Linked DNA regions of Mus musculus: region 2 is linked to region 1. Evidence: chromatin contacts called from public promoter capture Hi-C data. All regions are on one chromosome and are shown on one strand. Each heading gives the region's core, a stretch centred on a gene start, on an enhancer-like site or on the middle of the called end of the contact. The rest is flanking DNA. Distances are from core to core; before and after follow the strand shown.

What was found. Promoter capture Hi-C pulls out the DNA fragments that hold promoters and counts their contacts.
Region 2: a contact with region 1 is called in a promoter capture Hi-C map of liver, with 2.7 times the contacts expected there. The contact joins the promoter of Tfpi2 here to the promoter of Vps50 in region 1.

The regions. Positions count from the first base shown.
Region 1 is chr6:3,496,479-3,503,834 of GRCm38.p6, reverse strand. It overlaps Vps50 (VPS50 EARP/GARPII complex subunit), which reads right to left and starts at 5,442. Exons shown (of 28, transcript NM_024260.5): 1 at 5,280-5,442. The coding sequence starts at 5,312. It also overlaps a transcript of Hepacam2 not described here.
Region 2 is chr6:3,985,988-3,993,548 of GRCm38.p6, reverse strand. It overlaps Tfpi2 (tissue factor pathway inhibitor 2), which reads left to right and starts at 4,613. Exons shown (of 6, transcript NM_001381907.1): 1 at 4,613-4,726. It also overlaps a transcript of Gngt1 not described here.

The sequences.
Region 1 (7,356 bases), core at 4,193-6,692:
TGCAGACCAGGCTGGCCTCGAACTCAGAAATCCGCCTGCCTCTGCCTCCCAAGTGCTGGGATTAAAGGCGTGCGCCACCATGCCAGCTTGAGGAGTTTTCTTAAAAGCTCTATGCTTCAAGGTACACAGTACTTCCAAACATAGCTAAGCATTGTGTCTACTAACAGCACCCAGGGAAGATTTAAAGGTCCAGGGCCTACCATGCACCTAACAGGTAGGCTCTTCTGGGTTGGGGCTGGGTTTGCACTGTCACTCACACATCGGGGGACTCAGAAGACTGTTCATGCTTCAGAAACACAGCTAGACATTTTCAAAACAATTTCTCAGCCAAATCAGTGAAAATTTAAATATGAAGTGCACATACTTCTTTCACACTGTAAGTCTCAAGGAAAGGAGAAAGCAAGTGTTATTTGCTTTTAAATGCCCAATGGCTAGCAAAGTTCCCAAACAAAACAGACACCAAAAATTTAAAAAAAAAATAACAAAGTAAATTACTGGGTATAAGTTGTTGTTCAGGCTCCAATCTCCAACTACTCAGCACTGTGTTTTCACGGGAGCATGCAACTGACGGCAGACTGCAGTTTCCAGGAATTCTTACTGGGATAACATCTACTGCAGTCTAGTGTGCCTTGCAATGGAGGGTGTGTTGGCTCATCCTATCCTGGGTTTCTCATGGCAACTCATATGAAGCATCACAAAGAGCAAAGCTGATTTAGACAAATAAAACTCCATATACATATACTATACAGAACTATGCACTCATAGGAAAGTAAAAGTTTTCAATTACTTCAAATGATACTATTACTTAGATGCCACTTTCAACATGTAGTTAGCATGTCTTTAAACACGTTTTAAAGGTATAATTTATTGGACAGAAGTCCTTGAATGCATATAGCATGTTTATTTTCTCTTTCCATAAATGCCAGAATATAAGTGTGATATAAACCAGTATCTAAAAGAAGATTTCACCTCTATAATATTACACAATTATCAACAGATTTCTGCCAAGTATACAAAGAATAATAAAAGTTGGGAGTACGATGTCAGGAGCCAATAGAATGGAGTGAACTCCAGAACAGACTTCCTGGTTTGTTCCCTAACTCTCCTGTGGCCTTGCACAATCGATCTACCCTTCCTGTGTGACAGACCTGTGTGACAGACCCTAACCATGGTGAGAACTAAAAATTATAAAGAACATTATAAAGAATGAAAGGGACAGTACCTGTGAGGGACCAAAGCAGAACCGGCTAGCTTGCAAGCATCTCTTGACTTTTAACCCTTATACTCAGAACTATTAGATCATAGAGAAACGGTTTTTCTTTTAACATTATAGAAATGAAAATAAGGACCTACATGTCTCCACATATATCTGGCATACAACTGTAATTTAAGACTACAGGCTGTTAACCCTTTCATTGCCAGTTTTTTAAGTTCTTACTAAATATGAACTCAAATTTCTGCTATTCTCATCTGAGGCACAAGTTTACCTCTGTTACTGTGGTGCTCTGCATTTTTTAAACAAAACATTTGTCAATATCATATCCACTATCTAATACTCTTTTCTAATTTTTGTTTACAATTTCCCCCAACTTAAATGTATATAAAATTCAGCATCAATAAAGCTGCCTTTGTACTTTCTTATACTTCTGGTTGTGAGCCTAGTAGCCTAAATGGCTGAGCCATTTCTCCAGTCCAAATCAATCAACAATAAAGATACTTCGAGTACAGCTATAATGAACCTTTTGCTCCTTTTATGAAATTAGTAATTTTGTCCTATTAGGACAAAATGACCTTTGCAGCTATTTGTCCCTTCTCATCTTAGAAAGACTTGAGTCTTTATAATTTCTCTTCATCTCTCTCCCCAACATAGTTGACTTGAGCCCAACCTAGCCAGAATTTCTTCCCCACCACTTCATAAGAAGTGTTGTTGTCTGGGCTGGAGAGAGGGCTCAACAGTTAAGAGCACTCGAGGACCTGGGTTTAACTCCCAGTACCCAAGTGCAGCTCTTACTGTCTGTGACTACAGTTCCAGGGGATCATGTCAGAGAAGTGAATGCAGGGAAAACATACAAATAAAAATTAAATAAATTTATATAATATAAACTACAAAAACAAGAAAAATTTTAAGGAGAGGGAGAAAGAGAAAGGGAAAAGAGGAAGGGATGGAAGGAGAGAGATAGGAAGGGAGAGTGGGCTGTTCCCAGGTCCCCATGGCTCCTGGGCTGCTCAGTCCCAAAGCTGACTCTCACTCAAGTCCTACCTGACGGATCTACAGCATATTTTAAATCCTTGCTTTTCTTATGCTTTCTTCTTTATCCGTATTCATTCAGTAAGTATTTATTAAGCATCAGGCTGCTACAGACTTCATACGTCACTGACAGATCCTTCATAGTCTGCTCTGCAAAATCCATCTCTTAATATTAAATGGAAAGAGCAGTTTGGACTTTTCATATATCTACTGCCATTCCACTTCACTTCAGCCAATGCTGTCTGCCAGTCTATCTGTGTTTGGCTGCAATAGACTTGTAATTCCTGAAGGTTTATCTATGCCTCAGATTCCTGCCCATAAACTCGGACCCATTTGTCAAAGTCTCTACTTAAATATCTAAGCAGCCTTCATATAAAACCGTCTAAAACCCTCTTCCCTGAAATCACTGCTCCTCCAGGGTTCTCCATATCACAAAGTGATAAATCTATTCTTCTAACTACAGGAGCTAAACCAAATTGGGCCACCCTTGACTCTTTACACAACACAGGAGGGAATTTACATCAGGTCCACAATGGCGCAGCCTCCGTGCATGTCCACCACTAGCATCCTGGTGAAGGCCCATTCTCTCTACCACCGGGATCACTGCAGCAGTCTCTGGAGTCTCTATTCTTTTTTTCTCCCTTCTTAAGTATATTACTAAAACGGGCCAAAATGGCCACTCAGAACAAAAGTCAAGGCATGCTCTGACCTGTAAAGTTCAGTGTCACCTGCTTCCTGCCTACGTCCTAACATCATCTCCTAAGGCCATTTCCTTTATTCCCTGTAGTCTGCCTACAGTGGACCGTAATAGTTCCTGAATTTGTTCTTCTGCTGTTATCCACTAATCCAGTTCACCCACTCACTTCTCTCAGGCCTTTGTATTATTTTTGCACTGAAGCTTTCTAGGACCAGCCCATATCTACAGATATAATTGAACTTAAATTACCAAGCCTTCCAGGCCTCCTTATTTCCTTCTCCTCAAACATTTCCCTGAAACATTTCCCTCACCAAGTCTTCCTTAGCACTCACTGTCTATTCTATTCATTGTTGCCTCTCCCAAATCTGCTGGAATAGTGCCTGGCCCACAACACTCAATTCAGTTTGACAAAACTGAATGAACAGAAGCCAGCATAGTGAGGAACGATGAGTCACAGGTCTCATCTACATAAGGCCAGCTAACTAAGGGCACCCATCCCTGTGAACGTTCTGCAAAGAACAATCAAAATGGTGAGCAATCGAGCCACAGAGACAGAGAGACAGAGAGAGAGAGAGAGAGAGAGAGAGAGAGAACCCAAATAAAATTAAATTTTCATAAATCAGAATTTCATCTCTTTAATATACATCAACAGCACAATAATAATATATGTATAAATTGAGCTTTAAACATATATAATTAGGGCCACACATTTGCATAAACCTGTTAACTTTACATTACTATTATTTATACAGTAGTTTCTTGTATACGTTCTAAAGATTTTTTTTCTCCAACTAACTACAGATATAACCTACTATAATTCAGTAAACTGTGTGAGGCTTAAGAATTCACACTTTCTGCAGAGTCAGCATTACATTTACAAACATTATGGATATATTATCACCAGTTCTCTGGAATTCTTTGGAATTTAAGGAGAGCACCAACCTTAGGAAGAAAAAACCCAAATGCAGCAGCCCAAGGTATTTATAAGCTGTATGGCAGACAATGGACTATGCTGCTTAACAGGCAAGACCAAGGAGACAGAACGCAAAACCAGAATGTAGTCATCCAAATCTGAGGGGCTCCTGAGTGTCTGCTCCCTCTCCTCTCACCTCAGGATGGAGCAGCCTCCAAACCTATTCTCAAGTAAGAAGCAGCAAGACGCACAGCGCCAGTGTCCAACAACGTGAAAGGCTGCTAAGTGCCTCTGCCCCCTGCTTGTTTGTTTTATTATTCATAGAAAATTTTTTCCTAGTTTCTCGACTCAAATCAAGAAAAAGAAAAGCATTATGCAAGGATCACGTACGTACTGTCTATAAGAAATTACAAGTGTCTGTCCCACTACTGCTGACACTTTGAATCCTCAAGCAGGACAAGAAGTCTTCTGTTCTCTTGTTAAGAAAAAGAAATTATAAGTGAAGCTTTAAAGAAAGGACTCTACCAACATTTCTAAGCCACAATGATTTTAAAACTCATCTAAATTGCACTTCTTTCTTATTAAAACAAAGAAAAATTCTAATTATGTTTCAGTAGCTAAAAATGCTACAGTCAAAACAAAGGTTTCTGAAATAAAATGATCAATAAATACCTAAAAAAAACATACATTTCTTCAACTCCTCGAAGGAAGTTGAGACACAGTATTAGGAAGCTCTAACATATGTGAGACAAGATATAGTACCAGTCTTATTCCTGAATTATCATTCTGAAAAAAAAAATTCTTTGTCAGAATTTTATTTTTTAAGTAGCAATACACAAAGAATGCTGACATATACTAGCTTACTGGTGACTTACAATGCGATACTTTGAGATGGGAGGGGGATAGAAAAGGAATTGTCATTCCCATGTTTAAATCCAAAAACACAGCTACAAGTTTGGAGAGTTACTGCCAATCCACAACACTACCAATGTTGGCTACAAACAGCCCTTTGCCTTCACCCTTGCTCTTTCGAGTTTTCTCTACTGCACAGACCCCACCTCACTTTCCAGGGCACCTACTGGCAAACGACCACCAGTGAGGACGAGGGGGACGCTGCAAAGCAGCTAAGGCTGTCCTGGAAAGGAAACTAAAGCAAAGGAGAAGGTACAAAGACAGCCCAGCTCCCTGATTGGCTTTGTCTAAACGAAATGTTTGTAGGAAGACACTTCTTTCAAGGAGTCGAGGTCGGATCTAGGAGGCTCAGTTGAGATTTCCAGTGTACTACTTAGCTGCCCAACACCCCTGAGCCCCGCCACCCACTATAACTTAAGCCTACGCCCGCCGCCACCAAGGAACTGGGCGTCTCGGCGCCTCTCACAGCCGGGAGCGGGAAGCTCTTTAGTTCAGAAAACAGAACTCACCTGCCGGGTCATGAGAGATTTGATTTTTTGCATGTCGAAGTCGAGAGACAATTACCCTGCCTCGGAGAAGTAACAAATCACATAATCCCACCAGACAGCCGGCTACAACACAGGGAAGCCATAGTGAGTCGTCACGTGGAGCTGCCCGCCTGGGTCAGCCTTCCTTTCCCCGAGCATGACGGGAAATGTAGTTTTCCGGCTGCAATCAAAGGAGGAGGCCAACTTCAGTACTACATTTCCCAAGAAGCAGTCGCTTCAATGAACTGGGACTCCTTCTGTTCCAGAGCCACTACCTGGACTTGGAAGAGCGTTGGGCGAGGCGAATACCTATGACTTAGGTAGTCTGGCCACTGAACTAAACAACTCTGAAGCGTCTGTAGATAGTCCACTTTGACAAGATGCCCTCTAGGAGTGCAAGAGAAAGCACACCTGGGCTAGAGAGGCGAGGAAAGAGACTGATTGACCTCCATAAAGAGCACTTGGAAAGGTGACTTAAGACAAGGAATTTCCCAGTGGCTCTGGGTGTGCCCTGAGGAAAGTGGGAGGCAGGACCCCTAAGATACTGATGGCCAGCCGTAGGTTCTTCTTCATTCTTGGCATTTCCTGAAAACGCTCTAGAAAAATCAAAGGATTTCGTCTACCCCACCTATCATTTTTCTACCTGCTTTAGCAAAGGCAAGTCGAGGCAGATGTCAGTAAGTATGAGGGCACTTGTCACTTTAAAGCCCTGATCTTGTTATTAGTAGTATAAAGGAGAAAGTAACGGGGTAACTTTGCTGTGGGGGGCAGCAAACCCAGAGCTAATAACAATAGGTAACAATGAAAACTTACGAATTGGGAGAAATTTTGTTAATGGCTTCATGTGTATGACCTTATGCATTTATCTACATGAGCATCTTTTCCTTGTTTTGTTTTGTTTTTGTACTACAATTTTTCATACAATATGTTCTGATCAGGTCTCCCCTCCCCCAACTCATCCTAGATCTGCCCCTACCGCCACACTTGCTTCCACGCACCTTCTTTCTTTCTCCCTCTAGAAAACAAAACATGCAAACAAACAAACAAAAAGATTGAAAAGGAAAGAAAGAAAAACACAAGAAACACACCCGCAAGCTCGTATGCATGAACATCTTCTGGAGTTACCATCATCTTCATGTTAAAAAATGGTGAAACAGGCATGGAGAAGTTAAGATACTTACCTAAGATTGTTAGACGTATAAACTGATGACTTAAATGCTTAAAGGTTCCCGGTATTATGCTGAGGAGTGACTCCTAAATCAGGACACCAGTGCCTTTTAACTACATTAGTTTAACGTATTATAAAAACTAATAACTAATGTTTTTATTATAAAAGCAAAGCATAAACTTGACTGTATGGAGGGTTGGACACTAGCTCAGAAATCGCCTATGCAGTTGCCTCCTCTAGTGGCTGGCTTTTCCTGCAGATGCACTTCTCTTTGGGAGCAATGTAATTACAAAGTTAGTTCACCTTAGATACAACCATTCATGTAATCTTGAGGATTTCCCCCAATTGATTCTCCTAGTGTAAATAATTCTACAGATATGAAGGGGTCTGTATTAAAGATTACAGCTGCTTGAAATGCTTGTAGTAGATGCTTGCTCACTGTGTACAACAAAACCAGCCCAATAATGTAAATGAACAGTAAACCATGTGTGATTGGCAAGACCAGAAAGCAGTCCTGCCCTCATCACCCACACACTTTCAGTGACTCCTTATATTAATGTAATCGTTATGCACAGAAATGGTTTTAGTGCATTCATTTTAATGCAAATATAACTAAGGTGAGTAAACAGTCGAGGATATGGGACCTTTTTTTTTTTATTACAGAAGCAGATGGTAGATTATCAACTGTGCTATGAAATACTGTGTTAAGACAACCCAACCCCACCTCCCAACCCCAGAGGAGATCTCATTATATAGCTCAGGCTGGCTTCAAGCTCAGAGATCTCCCTGCCACTGCCTCCAAGTGATGCCATATTTCTGGGAGAATTTTCCTTTTCTTAGAAAACTCTTTGGAACTATTTTAGGAATTCTGTCATTTTGGGAGCTCTTGAA
Region 2 (7,561 bases), core at 3,364-5,863, 490 kb before region 1:
ATTTATAGGTAACCGCTGCAGCACATTGAACAAAGGGTGTTGAGCAGCTCTAACTTGTTAAAGGGCACATGTTGGTTCTGATCTACCAATGTAACTTTGGTGAGAGGAATAAACTCTTCTAGCATCTTCCTCTTACTTAGACTCACGGGTAATAGAGAAGATGGCTTGTTGGCTGTTGGCATAGCTGAAATTACTTGAAAGACATATTGTTATACTTAAATGACACCGTGTCTGTCCCCTGCTCCTCTCCTTTTCTGCTTTACATCTGCAATTTAATTTTCATATGGAAATATTTGTATGAAACGTGAACTATTCAGATCACGCACTGTTTCAGGCAATATGACATTGTACATTTCCAGGAGAATATTCTGCTAAGCAGCATCACAACAACTACTGTTTAAGTATGTGTTGTTTTCATTCTCAAAACATTTAGGGAAATATTGTATGCCTCCTAGCCTTAAGCTGTCCTATGCTTCCCGAGGAAGAGGTACTTCATGTATTTTTTTAAATAAAAACTCCGCATATGCAACACAGACCTAGAATGGAGCAGCCAACGCTGGCGACAGGAGCCTACTGTCACCTGTTAGGTTCACTTCCCCGACTCTGCTCTGTAAGAAATGATGCAACAGTACAGAGTCAGTTCTACCAGACCCTTGGCAGGTGGAAGCCCAGTCTCTGTCTTATTCTCATTTTCCCTCTGACTCCTCTGTAAAAGGAATAACTGTAGAACTTCACACGTGTTCCTCTGACTTCTTACTCACTGATACGACCATTTACACAAACTTCCCCACACTGGCTGTAGCACCACAGTATGTCTGAGAAGCAATTCGGTGTGTATTGTTATCACAGTTGACTGTTAAGGTTTATACACGGTAGAGTGCCTTTTATAAGGGTAACAATGAAAAGAATTTTGACTTAAGCAGATCTGAGATAGATCCACCAGTTGATTTTTCTGCTCCAGAATATTCTAGTCAATTACCAAAAGCAAATGACCATCCTTGTGTACTTGACAACTGTATGATTTTGACCAATTATTAAGCCTGTGACTTATTTACCTGAAATATAGATGATGGTAGAACAAGCCTTTATTAATTGGTATCCATGCATCTCCAATTTCTTAGACTGTACTTTCTTATGTGGCATTATCTGAGACCTCTTTACACACTCCTAAAGATATCATGTGCACATAATTTGGCTCCTTTGAGAATATATGTTGCTGTAGTCTACCGAGATCTCCTTTCCTAGGGTCAGGTATTCATCCACCATCTCCTGAGGTTATTGACTCTTACAGACAAATCTTGGTCCCAAGTTGGTTGTTGACTGTAGAACACACTTTGCCTGGACACGCCTGGGAGATTATGTTCTTATCTAGGCCCAAAGGATATAGCAGACAACTTGCCAGGGTGGTGCCGTAAAAACATAACTTTTTTTTGTCTTGACAGAAATCTTTGCTGGAACTGAAATTTTTCTAGTGCTCCAGGAAGGTCAGGATGAGGCTAGAATTCTTGTTACTAACATCTTCTGCCGATCCTACTTCCTCACTAAATTAGAGCTTCTCCATGAGTGTTCTCCTGGATGACTCAGTGATCTGAACCACAACCTGCATCTGGGCTCTGCTTCAAGGAAGTCTAATACTTGTCAGATGTTTCAGTCCTCACAGCTGCCCATTGTTCTGCATAATATTCACTAGAATAAAATCAAACATGCAGATGAAATCACCGCCTTACGGCATATTCCCTTGCTATAGGAAAGCATGACATCTATCTAACATCATTTTTAATAGGTGATTTCTCAATCGAGGTTTAAAATTAGATATGTTATATTTAATACATGTTATATACATTTTTTATTTTAGAGAACAGTCTTAGAAAATTCTAGAAAGCTTGCAAATTGAAAGCCCTAGGTCTGTGTGAAAAAAGTCAAAGAGACTTCACATACCGAAAGCAGGGAACACAAATTTCAACCTCCTCAAGGATACTGAGACAGATGAGAAAGAGCTTACGTGTGTGGGGAGGGGGTTTTTAATGTTTAGAGTTAAATAGCAGTTAAGGGTTCAAGGAAGTCAGACACAGCTAGTGAGACAGTTCTGTGGATAGAGGTATTAGTCACACTAAGCCTAACAACACGATTTCAATCCCTTGGGCCATAAATGTTAGAGAATCTCTACACTTATGCTAATACCCTCCAACCCCCAGTAAATAAATGTAAAAAATTAAATTATATATGTGTGTATATATATATATATATACACACACACACACACAATTTTTCTTCTTTGTGGTCTGACCATCTTACAGTGACACAACGCTTGTCCAGAATGCAAACACCCAGAATCACACAATGATGGGATGCTTCCAATATAAAAGCTCATCTTCTGGTCTGATGTGAATTCTACTTCCACACACTTCTTTTAAATTAATATAAATGGCTTAGTTGTTTCTTCATACTCAAGAATGCAGTTGAAAATTGAAAACAGACAACACTAAATTTTTCTTCATCCCTCATAGTCTAAGCTTTCAGGTTAGGCCAAAGCCCAATAAGGTAAGGTAATGGCTGGTGCTCATTGGGATGAGGATAGAGGACCACACTCCAGTTAAGAAGATGCTCGCTCCTTTTCTTCATCTTCTGTCATATGCCATCAAAGACTGCAAGAAGCAAAGGCAAAGCAGAGAGCAGCAAGGGGAAAGAGAAGCCCATGAGATGTACCCCATATGAAGACTGGTTCCCAATGGAAAAAATCAAGACCCCTAGGGGAGAAGTTTACATTTCACCAGTTTTGTGGCCTTAATACATAAGACAAACTTTCCTAATTCTAGACTGACTGCCAGTAAATGACAAACATTTGCATGACAAACATATGCATAATTATTTCAAACTTGGGCTTAACTTCACTTTACAACTAAATACAAAAATATATCATGGTTATTAGTTACAGTATGTTTTATAGTAATAAAATATATATTTTTAAGAAAAATAAGACCATGGTACAAGAGTATTCTACTCCTTTTAGAAAATTGTATGACCTGTCATAGTCATGGGATTGTATTTAGCACCATGTCATCAGGGATGCTGCACATTAGCAGCTTGTGGGCTGTATCACAATACAACAGCTCAATAAACGTTCTTGGTTTTTGTCTTTTTCCAAAAACCCATCTTCTTGCTTTAAAATGAGCCTCCGTTTTTATATTCCACAAATACAACCCTAGTACTATAGTGATGATTTTACATAGGCCCCTATAAAATATTTCCTATATGAATAAGACCGTGAGTTATACAAACTTCATGACCATAAATCCAGAAAAGAGAAGGAAGCACTGGTCCCCTTGACTTTTCTAGTTCTTAAGTGCTAAGCTAAACTAAAAACCAAATATGCCCAACAGTAATGCCATTTATCTAAAGGGTATTAAAGAGAATCTACACATTGGAAAATAGGAGTTAAACATAGCTGTTGGTATGAAATTTCTACTAAGATGTTTTCTATGCTTGTATCTTAATACATTGAGAATTCTTTTAAAAATGGTTTGTATTGACTCGCACTGAAGCAAGCAACCATATTTCACAGTGGGGTCAGTGCTGGGCAGTCAAAGGCCACTGTTCCCTTAGCTCCACCATCAGTGAGGGGGTTTTAAAACATGAAACTATGCAAGTGTGGACTCCATGTCTCCTCCGTGATATCTGTCATAATTCCCAATGAGTTTTTCCCAGAATTAACTAACATGAGCTAGTGCAAGTTAACATGAGCTAGTGCAAGTGGACTTGCTTTCTGTTTGTTTCCACATATTAGACACATGTGTGTTTCAAGCAAGAATTCCAGATAAATAAAGTATTTGTTACGAAGAATTAGAAGAGGGGGAAATTATTCAAATTCTTGCTTAGAAGCCATTTGTTCTGCATGGCGTACAGCACTGCGAATGCTCTAGTTATTTCTTGCTTTAGAAACACACAGTGTGCATAGTTTTGCAGAAATGATATTATGCTTAATAAACTTAAAATCATACAGACATAAACTTTTCTATAGTACCATTTCTTATCATATTTGGGGTTGTAGAACAAATAAGACCTAGCATCTTTTTATTTGTCCAATAATAAATATAGAGACATACTGAGATCCTATTTTCTGTGGAACTTATTCTAAAATCTTAAGTGTAAATCAGAGATAAAAGAGAAAAACTCACTTCACCCTCTAGAAACTTGCACTCTAGCAAGATAGGTAGATGATAGTATTTAAAAGTATATTATCCACATTTACCTGGTATCAAATAAACCAGGAAAAGAAGAACACGAGCCAAGCAAACAGGTATGAAGAAAGTTCCTGAGAAAACCAGACCAAACCAAACCAAACCAAAGAAATAAACCAAAATCCAAACACTAAACAACCAAGCAAAAAAACAACAAAACAAACACTCCCCACCCCCACCCCAATACATTGGCTGAAGCCTCTGTCTATAGCTGAAAGTCTCACTCGTGATTTTCTGGAAGCTGGAGATCAGAGCCTAATTTTCATCTACCCTAAGTTAATCTTTAGCCATGTAAAGAGCCACCTTTGTTCTCCTTTGTGTTTGACCTAGTGTCCCTGTAACAGGTGAAGCCCTTTGCAGTGTGCTGACTTGCCAGACCACTGTCTTCCGCCAATCAAATGGCTAACAGTGTTATCAGACAAGCATCTGAACCATGTCCTAGAGAATTTTCTGCTTAGCTGCCATCTTTTCTCCTGCTGCTATCACAGGTATATCTGAAATGTAGTCTTGCTTAGTGACTCTTTTTGTTTTGTTCCGATAAGAATTTCATGGAGCTGTAATCATGGTTGGGAAAATTTTGATTCTTTCTGAGATGTGACTGTCCCCGGGTTTGGTTTAAAGTTCATTTGCTGTATGTTCTGAGGTGGCTATTTAGGATACTGTTAGATTTTCGTTTTCTGTTTGTTTTCAATGTATCTGGTTTAAAATACCACGTTCCTTTCTTAGCTTTGTCCTGATATTCAACAGTTCTGGATTTTGTTTTGGGTTGGCTTTCAGACCTCTAAAGGCATGGTTTCTGACCTTTCAGTTTATTACATCACTAAATTCAGTCTGTTCCTCTGTTTCTCCTCCCTATTTGATTTAACAAGGGGAGAACGTGATTGAAGAAAGCCAGATTTAGCACAATGGGTTTCATATATGAAAGGTATATTAATTCACCTTGCATGTTTTTTTTTAATTTTTGTATGTTTGATTTTTGTTTTGGTCTTCTTGTTTGTTTGTTTGTTTAGGCTTAGTTTTGGGGTTTTGTTCTTGAGTTTTGGATTTGGGGTTTTGGTTTTTGGTGACAGGGATTCTCTGCATACTCCTGGCTATCCTGGAATTTGATTTGTAGACCAGGCAGGCCTCAAACTTACAGATACAGCCTGCCTCTGCTTTCTGAGATTAAAGGCGTACACCACCACTGTCTGAAGACATTTTTTTTTTTTAAAAAGAGAGAAAACTGAATTAAAAGTATCTTGCCTTTACATTGACTCAATGGTGGACATCTACTATCTCTACATTGATTAGTTTTGTGTCCTTAACTAAAGGTACTAGATAGGAAAATCAAAGAAAATCATACATACATGAGTATTTAAATTAAAATTCAAAATTACCCAAAGTGATAAGATTGGTAATTTACAAAAATTAGTAGGAGCTCTAAAAACTACCTGCAAGCTTACAGTGTTAAAAAGGTAAATGTTAATATTTAAAAGTTATATAAAGCCTAGAAATACATTTTAAATTAACCCTTATTTTTCTCTCTGAACATTCCTCTTCATTTTGTAACAGAATAAAAATCAGGATCACATAAAACATTATGGCCTGTTTTAGGATTAAAATGTGGGAAAGAGAGATGCCATTTTACACTAAGAATTTCCCCTTTAAAAGCTACTTTCCTTTAAAAAATATCATCACACTCGAGTATGTCTTATTTTCTCCTTGAGTGACTTTCTCTTAACCCTAATGCTTAAGCTTGTATTAAAATATAATTATTATACAACTAGCCCTAAAATTTTTCTGTGTCAAAGCAAAACTTTTGGTTTGGCCTTAGTAGACGTCCTTAAAGTTGGAGAAAGCTCCCTGGGTGCTAAGATAGGGAATGATTTCTTTACCTTTAGCACCGGCATTTCCGGTGTCTCATATCCATCACTGTGATATGAGGGACCAGGAATGCCTGTGCTACGTTGAGATTTTGCCAGACTCTCCTTAAATACATGGCTTATATAATACCTCAGGTTGATCTGCTTCTGCCTTTGTTGTTGATATTATTTGTTTTCTGTTTGTTTGTTTGTTTCTGTCAAAACTATGCTTAACTTATATTAAGTGCATGGATATTGATGATAAAAAATTTTAGATTTATTCCCTGTCCTGGGTCAAATAGGACAATACATGGTTTTTCCAAGGGACATTGAAATAAGGGCTGACCCCTCAGAAGTCCCAAGTGAACATCCTACCTCTGAGGCAATAGGCTAAGACACAATAACATAATTATTGTAAAATGAACATATTTTGTATCCAAAACACATTAAAAGTGATTGTTTCTCTTGGCTTATAATCGTTTTAAAAATATTATTAATTCTTTGAGAATTCCATTCAAATGTATTTGATCATGTTTACATCCCCCAATTCCTCCCAGACCCACCCTACTTTCCTACCTACTCAACTTTAAATTTTTCTTTTTATGTTTTCCAAGTTGAATCTGCTCTTAGCTTAAAATCTTAAAGTTGTTCAGCTTCCTTCCTTTCCTGTCTCCTTTCCTCTCTCTAAAAATAGAAACAGAAGTAAGGTTGACTTTTTCTGGTGTTTGTTTGTTTTCGAGACAGGGTTTCTCTGTATAGCCCTGGCTGTCCTGGAACTCACTCTGTAGATCAGGCTGGCCTCGAACTCAGAAATCCGCCTGCCTCTGCCTCCCCAGTGCTGGGATTAAAGATGTGCGCCACCATGCCCGTCTTGAAATTTTTTATTAGATATTTTCTTTATTTACATTTCAAATGTTATCTTTTTTCTTGGTTTCCTCTCTGAAACCCCTCTATCACACCCCACCTCCCCCCAACCCATGCTCACTACCCACCCTGTCTCCTGGCATTCCCATACACTGAGCATCAAGCCTTCACAGGACCAAGGGTGTCTCCTCCCATTAATGTGCGACAAGGCCATCCTCTTCTAAATATGCAGTTGTAGCCATGGGTCCTTCCATGTGTACTCTGGTTGGTGGTTTAGTCCCTGGGAGCTCTGGGGTTTCAGATTGTTTCGTGTTGTTGATCCTCATATGGGGCTGCAAATCCCTTCAGCTTCTTCAGTTTTCTAGCTCTTCCACTGGGGACCCTGTGCTCCGTCCAATGGTTGGTTGAGAGCATCCACCTCTGTATTTGTCAGGCACTGGCCGATCCTCTCAGGAGACAGCTAAATCAGACTTCTGCCAGCAAGCACTTGTTGGCATCCACAATACTGTCTGGATTTGGTAACTGTATATGGCATGGATCCCCAATCTCTGGATGGACTTTCCTTCAGTCTCTGCTCCACACTTTGTATCTCTTCCCATCGGTATTTTGTTCCCCCTT